2 separate regions of the Rattus norvegicus genome follow, and region 1 is linked to region 2. The links are chromatin contacts, called in public Hi-C maps. All regions are on one chromosome and are shown on one strand. The core of a region is the stretch at or near the end of the contact, and the rest is flanking DNA. Distances in the headings are between cores, read along the strand shown.

Region 1 (4,575 bases), core at 885-3,384, 77 kb after region 2:
GAAGAGAGCAAGTTTAGAAATGGGCTTCAGGGCAATCTAAAGAAATCAGTAAACAGATATGGTATTCTTTTGGGTAATTCGGGGAATCGTGTTATTAGTCTTCCGTCCAATATCCTTGTCACCCCAGCAGTAGACAGGAGAGCACCAGGTCCAGTGTATTTTTAAACATTTAAATAAGCCTGTTTTTTTCATTAACAGGAAGTGCTTCACTTCCTTAACGCTGCTTTGAAAAATTAAATGAAGATTCCTGTGCTGGGGGGCGGGGCGAACAAAGCCATAGTTGGAACCACGGCAACCTTGGGCTGCTGCCCTTTCTCTTCTAGGAAGTGACTTGCTTTTGTTTTAAGTTATCTGTCTATCTGATACATTAGCTGCTTTTAAAATGACATATGGCCAATTTAGCACAATGTTTGCCCCAAATTTCCCTCCAGCTCTCCCAGAGCTCAAACAAACTGATTTTCTGTTTCAGTCCATATAGGCATATTACAAAGTAATTTTAAATAATTAGCCTTGGCCCAAAGGTACCATAATTAGAAAATTATCTCGGTAACAAAACTAATTCTATAAACCAATCTGAAGACTGAGAAGCCTGGCCCTTTTGGAGCATCATTCCACAGTTCTTATTCATTAGCCTGGGACATTGAAAAGAAAACAAAAACATATTCAGCAGCAGTGTGACAATGATCGATTCAGAGGAAGCCAGCTGTCCTGGGCAGGGCTTGTCCACCCTCCCTGACCTGCTGCCCAGCAGTGGTGCATAGGCTAAATGCTGTAGAACCAACACTTTACAAATGAAGCCAAGGGCTTTCTGTGAGGGTCTCAGCAAACTATCTGCAGCAGAACTGTGGAATGTGTGGATTGCTGGGTCAAGCAAGGTCTTTGGGCTTCGTCTCCCCAGCATGTCTTCTAGATATGTCTCTTGATACATTCAGGGGCTGAAGGGCTATGCAGGAAGTAAGGACAGTCCATCTGTCAACTCAGGAGCTGCTGCTGATCCCTACAAGTTTAAGGCAGAAGAGGAAAGCTGTATAGAAGGCTAACCTACTCACTACAGCCATGAGATTCCAACAGAATAACCCATTTCCTCAGTGGCTGACTCCAAAAAAAAAAAACCACCAGGGGCTGGGGGATGATCAACAGACAAAGCACCTATCTTGCAAGCCTGACAACCTGAGTCCATGTCCCCAAAACCTATGCAAGAGCTGGCCCGATGCAGCCGCACACGCCTGCGATCCCAGCACCCCTGTGGGATGGGATAGAGACACAGGAGAATCGCCCAGAGGTTCAAGGGCCAAGCAGCCGGGAGTACACATCTTCAGAAACCAGGTCGAAGGACAACACTTGAGAGCGTTCTCTGACCTCCACACATGTGTGCATCATGCATGCTCCCTGACACGAACACACACACGTATGCACACACACAATAAATATTTTACAAAGAGGAATACCAGAACGACAGATGGGATGGAGCTGACATTACCCTAAATAACCACCGTGTGCTGAGCTGAACAGTAGAATCTGATCTATGGCTCCTCAACTGTAATCTCAGGGGATTACTAAGGAGTCTTGTCTCCCAGTTACTTATAGCCAGGGCAACCAAAAGCCAGACAGGCAAAGTGAGCACAGTTCCAGTCAAGATGTCAGACACCAAGGCCTTCTAGATCCACTTAACTCCAACATTTATTCCCTTCTCATACCTCCACAGTTGCCTCCCCAACAAATAGAGTGCCCTCTAAAAAACACGCCCTAACCAGCGTTCCCAGGAAAACTCAAGATGCCCAATACATTTTCAAATACAAAAACCACTACATTTTTAGTATTTTTGCATTGCAAATATTACAGAATAAAACAACTTCTCATTCATCTAGGATCTAGCTGGAACTGGCCATCACACTTTGATTTGATAAGCCTAGCCCTTTTTGATGAATTTCCATAGTCTAAGTCTGCTCTTCCTTGTGTGGTCATTAAGAATTCATTCTTGCCGTGGTATTTTCTTGGGTGTGGCAATGAGGAAGCATTCGAAGGAAGTGCTCTGAGCACAGTCAGGAAAACACCAAGCATGTCCTTTTTTAAGGGTCACTAAACTGTAGTGGAACTGTAAACATTGGGCCGGCCAGGTACATTTCCACACATTGTGTGTATTTAGTTCAGAACTTTCCTGGGAGCTGGGAAGACTGCTCAGTGAGTCATGGGCTTGCTATGCTGATTGTTCCCATGAAAGCATGGCTGCAGGAACCTAAATTCCAGCACTGTCGGGGCAGAGAGAAGCAGACCCAGGGTTCTTACCCAGACAGTTGTGGCCAAAACAGCAAACGTGTGGTTCACTGAAGAGATCCTGTCTCAAACACTAAGGTGGGTGGTGATTGTCTTCATTTGCACACATATGCACATACCAGAGAGAAGAGGGAATACACCCAAAGAGACAAATTGCCAGCATACAAACATATAAAGTCACCACCCATGAAATACTTGTTTTGTGGAATCAATAAATTTGGGACCAATTTCCAGGTTCCTCCTGAGAGTGCTTTTAAGACAGTTTAATATTTGGTTTTTGTGTGTGTGTGTGTGTGTGTGTGTGTGTGTGTGTGTGTGTGTGTGTGTGTGTGTGTCTGTGTGTGTGTGTCTGTGTGTGTCTGTGTGTGTGCGTGTGTGTGTGTGTGTCTGTGTGTGTGTCTGTGTGTGTATCTGTGTGTGTGTGTGTCTGTGTGTGTGTGTCTGTGTGTGTGTATGTGTGTGTGTCTGTGTGTGTATGTGTGTGTGCGTGTGTGTGTGTGTCTGTGTGTGTGTATGTGTGTGTGTCTGTGTGTGTATGTGTGTGTGCGTGTGTGTGTGTGTCTGTGTGTGTGTCTGTGTGTGTGTGTCTGTGTGTGTGTATGTGTGTGTGTCTGTGTGTGTCTGTGTGTGTGTATGTGTGTGTGTGTCTGTGTGTGTGTCTGTGTGTGTGTATGTGTGTGTGTGCCTGTGTGTGTGTCTGTGTGTGTATGTGTGTGTGTCTGTGTGTGTGTGTCTGTGTGTGTGTATGTGTGTGTGTGTGTCTGTGTGTGTGTGTCTGTGTGTATGTGTGTGTGTGTGTCTGTGTGTCTGTCTGTCTGTGTGTGTATGTGTGTGTGTCTGTGTGTGTGTGTCTGTGTGTGTCTGTGTGTGTATGTGTGTGTGTGTGTCTGTGTGTGTGTGTATGTGTGTGTGTCTGTGTGTGTATGTGTGTGTGCGTGTGTGTGTGTGTCTGTGTGTGTATGTGTGTGTGTGTCTGTGTGTGTGTATGTGTGTGTGTGTGTCTGTGTGTGTGTGTCTGTGTGTGTGTGTCTGTGTGTGTGTGTGTATGTGTGTGTGTGTCTGTGTGTCTGTGTGTCTGTGTGTGTATGTGTGTGTGTGTCTGTGTGTGTGCGTGTGTGTATGTGTCTGTGTGTGTGTGTATGTGTGTGTGTGTCTGTGTATGTGTGTGTGTGTGTATGTGTGTGTGTGTGTATGTGTGTGTGTGTCTGTGTATGTGTGTGTGTACAGCGGGTAGCGGCTGGGGCTCAGTATGGAGTTGAGTTAGTAGGACTCAACTGCCACCAGCGCTGACTCTGGCGTGTAAACTAGCAGAGGTATCCGCTCTCTGGCCTGGGCAGGCTCCGTTTTTCACCACTTTGAGACCCCTTTCCTCCGGCTTCTGGGTTCTTCCATATTGACTGGAGAGGGCAGAAGGCAAGCCAAAGAAGTCCCTCCTTGCTGTGCCAGTATTTTGAATTTGTCAAGGACTTGAACACAGTCTCATCTGGCTAATAGCCAGACCGTTCCTTTCCTTTGCTTCTGTAACAAAAGACCAGACTTAGTGGCTTAAAACAACACAGACATACTATTTTCTAGTTCTAGAAATCTAAAATGCATCTCTCTAGGCTGAAATCATGAAGCGGTTACTCTGCCATCCTGAAGACCCAGCAGGGCCATGCTGCTTCTGCAAGCCTTTTTGAGCTTCTAGAGGTGGCCCATGTCCTTCGGCCCATCTTCGGCTAACCTATGCACCTGGACCTCTGCTTCTGCTGTCTTCTCTAGCCCTCCCATTTCCCACTTCAAAGGGTCTTTTGCAGTTACACAGGGGCTATCTATCCAGTTAAGTCAGGACCACCTGACCACCCCAAGAGCCTTAGTGTAATCTTCTCTTTAGAATCCCTTTCACTGGGTGAGGGAGTATTTTAACAGGCTCTAGGAAATAGTGACCATCCTGCAAGACCCATGTATCTTAGGGGCATAAAATTATTCCAGGCCAATGAGAGGCTTAATGGGTAAGAGCACTTGCCACCAAGGTGGATGACTTGAGTTCACTCCTGGAGACCCATATGGCAGCAGCAGACACCTGACTCCCACCTCCTATGTACTGTGGAATGCATGCATGCATGCACACATGCAAAATAAATAGAAGAACAAAACTTGAAAGAAGAAAAAAAACTTCGTTGGCCAGGGTGGCATCACTGGGAGGGAGCAGACTCCCTTTAGAGGTAGGTTCTACTGGGATGTCTTTGGGACATTGGGGACTTCCTCTTAAAGGATACTCTGGGACCCCAACTCTTCCCTCTTTATTTTGGTTTCTGGTCA
Region 2 (4,374 bases), core at 445-2,944:
CATAAACACAACATGCACATCCAATGCCTTTAGACACACACACACACACACACACACACACACACACATGGCTATATATGAAATAGGCCATGAGAGTGGACAAAATGGAATCTTTAAAGGTAATCCAAAGGATTGTTTTCCAGGGAAGGGTTTTCTTTTTTTTTTTTTTTTTTTTTTTTTTTTTTTGGTTCTTTTTTTTGGAGCTGGGGACCGAACCCAGGGCCTTGCACTTCCTAGGCAAGCGCTCTACCACTGAGCTAAATCCCCAACCCCCAGGAAAGGGTTTTCTAACCTGAAAATTTTCCCCATTTTTTCTTGTTTTTAAAAATGATACCATTTTAAGTCAAATAATTCTACCGTAGTATTATTTAACACAAAAATTGTATTGCTATGCATAAAATAAAGTACTGTTTTTAAAATTGTTTTAAAGCAACACAAAGGAAGTCAAGAATAAAAATGGAATAGAGATGAACGAGTAGAAAAACTCAGAAAGGTAGTAGATCAATTCACAGTATATGATGACTAAGTGTGCATGCTCCACCAGGAAGGCAGAAACAGTCCAAATTGTATGCTGTCACTGAAACAGGCTTACATGTGAAAGAATCAGATATACTACTCAAATAGCATTCATAAGAAAGGTGACATGACTACACACAAATGTAAAGTAGACCAGAATGTGAAATTTTATCTTGGATCAAGAAGGGAATGTCATAATGATAAAAGGTCAATTTACCAAGAAGACACAATTCTAAATCGCTATGTCTCTAGGGAGTTTCGAGGATGTGAAAAACTGACAGAATTGAAAGGAGTAATAGACAAATCCAGTCTTCCTTGTTAGAAAAGTCCACAGTTTCGGACGGAAAATCATTAAGATGGCGGGCAGAAAGCTGGCAGAGACTGTTCTGGCACTCAAGGAATTGAAAAACACTGTTTCTGAGACAAGGCTCTTCCTCTCACTGTTACTACACAGAGGCAAGGCTGTACCATTGTGTAACCAACATTGACCTGAAATTTGGAAAAAGACAAACCCAGAAGCCAGTAACAAGAAGTCACGAAAACGACAGGATCGCTCATTCCTGACTTTAAACTAGTTCTATATTAGAAGAGGTGACCTAGCGGTTCAGGTGAAGGGGTTCATCAAGCAGGGTGGTAAGTGTCTACCTGGAAAGCTTGCTATGAGTGTGACAGAGGGGGTGAAGGGCAGAGACAGGTGCGGTGAGAAGAGCCAAGAGGAAGCGGTCGCTGGAGGCAGCCCGAATGAGGGAAAGTATAGGGCTGTGTAAAGGAGGTTTGGGGGAGCTGTGGACACTATATGGTGTAGATTCTTTAGTTATAGTCAAGCAAACCCCAACAGCGGTACACCTTCTGCAGGCAGGGTCCGGCAGGGGCGACAAGGCAGGGTCCACTAAAGGCGAAGGGCAACCTTGGCAGGGCTGTCCAGCGCCTGCCCGCAGGTGCTGCACCCGAGAGCTCAGAGCCTGGGGACACCCGGCCGGGATCCCGCGCGGGTCTGAAGCACTCGTGGAATGCCGAAGCCATCTCCACCGGGTGCCACCGCAGCCCACGCTTGGGCACCCCCTGGCGGAGCCCGGCGGCGGCGCGGGGGCAGGTGCCGGGCGGAGCCGGGCGCACGGGGCGGGACGAGGCGGGCGGAGGGCGGCGGCGACCGCGGGTCCAGAGAGGCCGTGCGCCCAGCCCGCCCGCACCGCGCCATGGCCCCGCGCGCCCGGCGGCGCCGCCAGTTTCCCGCGCCTCTGCTGGCGCTCTGCGTGCTGCTCCTCCCATTGCAGGTAAGGACCCGCACCGCTGTCGCCCGCCGTCCCCTTGGATCGAGGACCCCTGGCGCCGCTGCGTCGCAGACACCAGCTGGGACTCGGGGATCAGGGGATGGAGACCCCAGCTGGTGCGTGGAGCCAAGGGTTGGCAACTGGGAGGGTGCTGGGGCTTGGAAGGCTGAACCCCGACCCCGGGACACGGGATCTGCAGAGCACGGAGTTCGGGTGCTACCTTGGTTCTCCAGGTACACCTAGTAGGCTCTTCCAAAGGTCGGCGACACTCAGCGAGATTGTATGCACAGACCATGTTAGTGATCCCTTCCTAAAACCTAGGGGTGTGCTTTCAATCCACGCAGATCCCTGGGAGCTCAGGGTCCCTGACTTGGTTTTCAGGCCGTCCCCTAGCTTAGTTTTCTCTCCATCTCCCCCACCGCGAAGGTGGAGAAGTGTAGGGGGGGTGTAGTGGATGTGTAGAGAGGTAGTATTTGGAAGTTTCTTCGGCCAGGCTGACAAGCTCTCCTTTTTGCGTGTTCCTTTTTCCTCCCTCCTCCCCACAAATAGCTCGTGGACCGGCAGGAATTGCTTGTGCTTAGAAACCTTTGACCATGTTAGGATGAAATATGTCTTTGCCATGGAAGAAACTAGGGTAGTGATGCGCCTCGAGCTATTATTGATGCCAAGAACAAGCCTTGTAGTCCTTGCTTCCACCTGGGATGAGCCTGGGCCCAGCGCTGATGGACGTTAAGGTGTAACTGGGATGCACAGTGCTTAGAGACCAGGGCCTTTCTGGCTGCTCTTGAGGCACCATCAGCAGCCTAGAGGAGGAGGGAAAAGTCAGTGTGGAGAATCCCCTTCCTGTAACTAAATGTCCATGTCCCAGATCCTTGAACCCCGAGCAGGGTCCGTCCTCTACTCTTACCAGGAGCTGCTACTGCTTGGCTTTATAAAGAGCTTGGGCCAGTAAGGGGTCTCACCGGGGCTCCCAGGAGTGATTTCTTTACCACCGTTATTCAATGTGGCCATCCCAAGCACGAAGCCAAACGTTCACTTCTGCCTGGCTGGACTGAGCTGTTCAGAAGCCCGCTAAACATCATGTGCGCTTGCGGGGTTTCTCTGAGGGAAGGGAAAATGTCAGTGAGGTTTCTTGGCTCAGCAGTTTTAGATCCCCCTTCTTCTGTTAAAACAGTCTTAGGCTTCCGTGAATGTCACTGTCCTGGGAGACCTAGCAGAACAGTAAAAGGGCTCATTCTACTTCATTTCTGGCAGAATGGGTCTCTTAGAGTGGGGGAGGGAGAACAAGGAGGAAGGACCTAATAGAATCGAACATTTGAAGCACTTCAAATGTTGCTTGCTTAATGAAGTGTTCAACAGGTGGGAGCTACCTTTTTAAAAAAAACAAAACAAAACAAAAAACAAAACAAACAAACAAAAAAAACCTGGCTCTCTAAGCAATAGTTTGCTGCATTGGAAAAACCTGCCTGACTACACAGCAAAAGAGGAAGAAAAAAGTACACACATTTGATTCTAATAACAGAGTAGCACAGCGTTTGGAACTGGCCGGCAGCTCTCCTATTTTGTATGTATGTCTGTGTGCATGTATGTGCTGAGTGTGTTTTTGGCTGTGCTGGGTCCAAGTCCAGGAGCTGGTCCGTGAAGACCAGCATTTTGCCACTGACCTACCCAACCTCCTTTGCTTTTCTCACGTCAGGAGGACAAGTGTGCGTGCTCTGTAGGGCTTGTTATGCTGTCCTACGTAGTGAACCTAACCCAAAACAGTTGCTGCATGTTCAGCTTGGTCACAGAGTTTAAGTCGTATCTTTGATCAGCAGTTGATTGATCTGTGCGCAGAATTCGTGGGCACGGTGGACTGACTGAATGTGGCTTAAGTTGATCTCTCAGATCATCCTGTCTCTACCTTCTACTTCCCTTCTGCTTTTCTTTGAGATGTTTTAATTACGCCCATTTTTATTTGTAGCAAGAAATATATATTTTTAAGGTGAGGTGTGGGCTAAAGAGCAGACTCACAGCAGTTCTCAGCGTGTGGGGTGTCACCTCCTTGGAGGTCCGATGACCCTTTCACAGGGGTTGTACGTCAGATATCCTGCATATCAGATATTTAAATTACAATTCATGACATTAGCAACATCACAGGTATGAAATAGCAATGAAAATAATTTTACGGTTGGGGAGAGGGATGTCACCAGAACATGAGGAACTTGGTGACAGGGTCAAGCCATGAGGAAAGATGAGAACCACTGGGTCAGAGGATAACTCACATGGGAGACAGCTCTATCCTTCCAACCTGTGGGTCTGAGGGTAAAGCTCAGTTCAGCAAGTTCATCAGTTGGTATGTTTGCCTGAGAAGCCATTTCCCAGTAAGTTTACTGGGAATATGTACTACTAAAATGCAAATTATCTTCAGAGGACACTATGGCAGTATCCTCAGACAGATTGACTCTGAGCATTAGTTATACACATGTGAACCATACGCAGACTTCTGTATCGACCATTTCCACTTAGGTGACCGGCCCTGAGTGCTCCAGGGTGCCTTGTTTGTGTCAAGCCTCACCAGTGAAGTCCACACTGTCTGTCTGTATTG

Evidence for each region. Hi-C and Micro-C count contacts between places; a contact is called where the count stands out from the background.
Region 1: a Hi-C map of liver shows a contact between it and region 2, with 2.4 times the contacts expected there. The contact joins the enhancer-like site here to the promoter of Tnfrsf11a in region 2. A contact is called at or near these places in 3 of 12 Hi-C or Micro-C datasets (Schwann cells, hepatocytes and liver).

What each region holds. Positions count from the first base shown.
Region 1 is chr13:22,517,962-22,522,536 of GRCr8, forward strand. No RefSeq gene overlaps it. Among named protein-coding and RNA genes, the nearest start is that of Tnfrsf11a, 77 kb to the left of the region's middle. Within about 2 kb of position 2,135, at least 17 of the 93 cell types and tissues checked have an H3K27ac peak or open chromatin away from gene starts, as enhancers often do. A contact at or near this core is called in hepatocytes and liver, where this site is marked.
Region 2 is chr13:22,441,277-22,445,650 of GRCr8, forward strand. Tnfrsf11a (TNF receptor superfamily member 11A) reads left to right here and starts at 1,695. Exons shown (of 10, transcript NM_001271235.1): 1 at 1,695-1,790. The coding sequence starts at 1,713.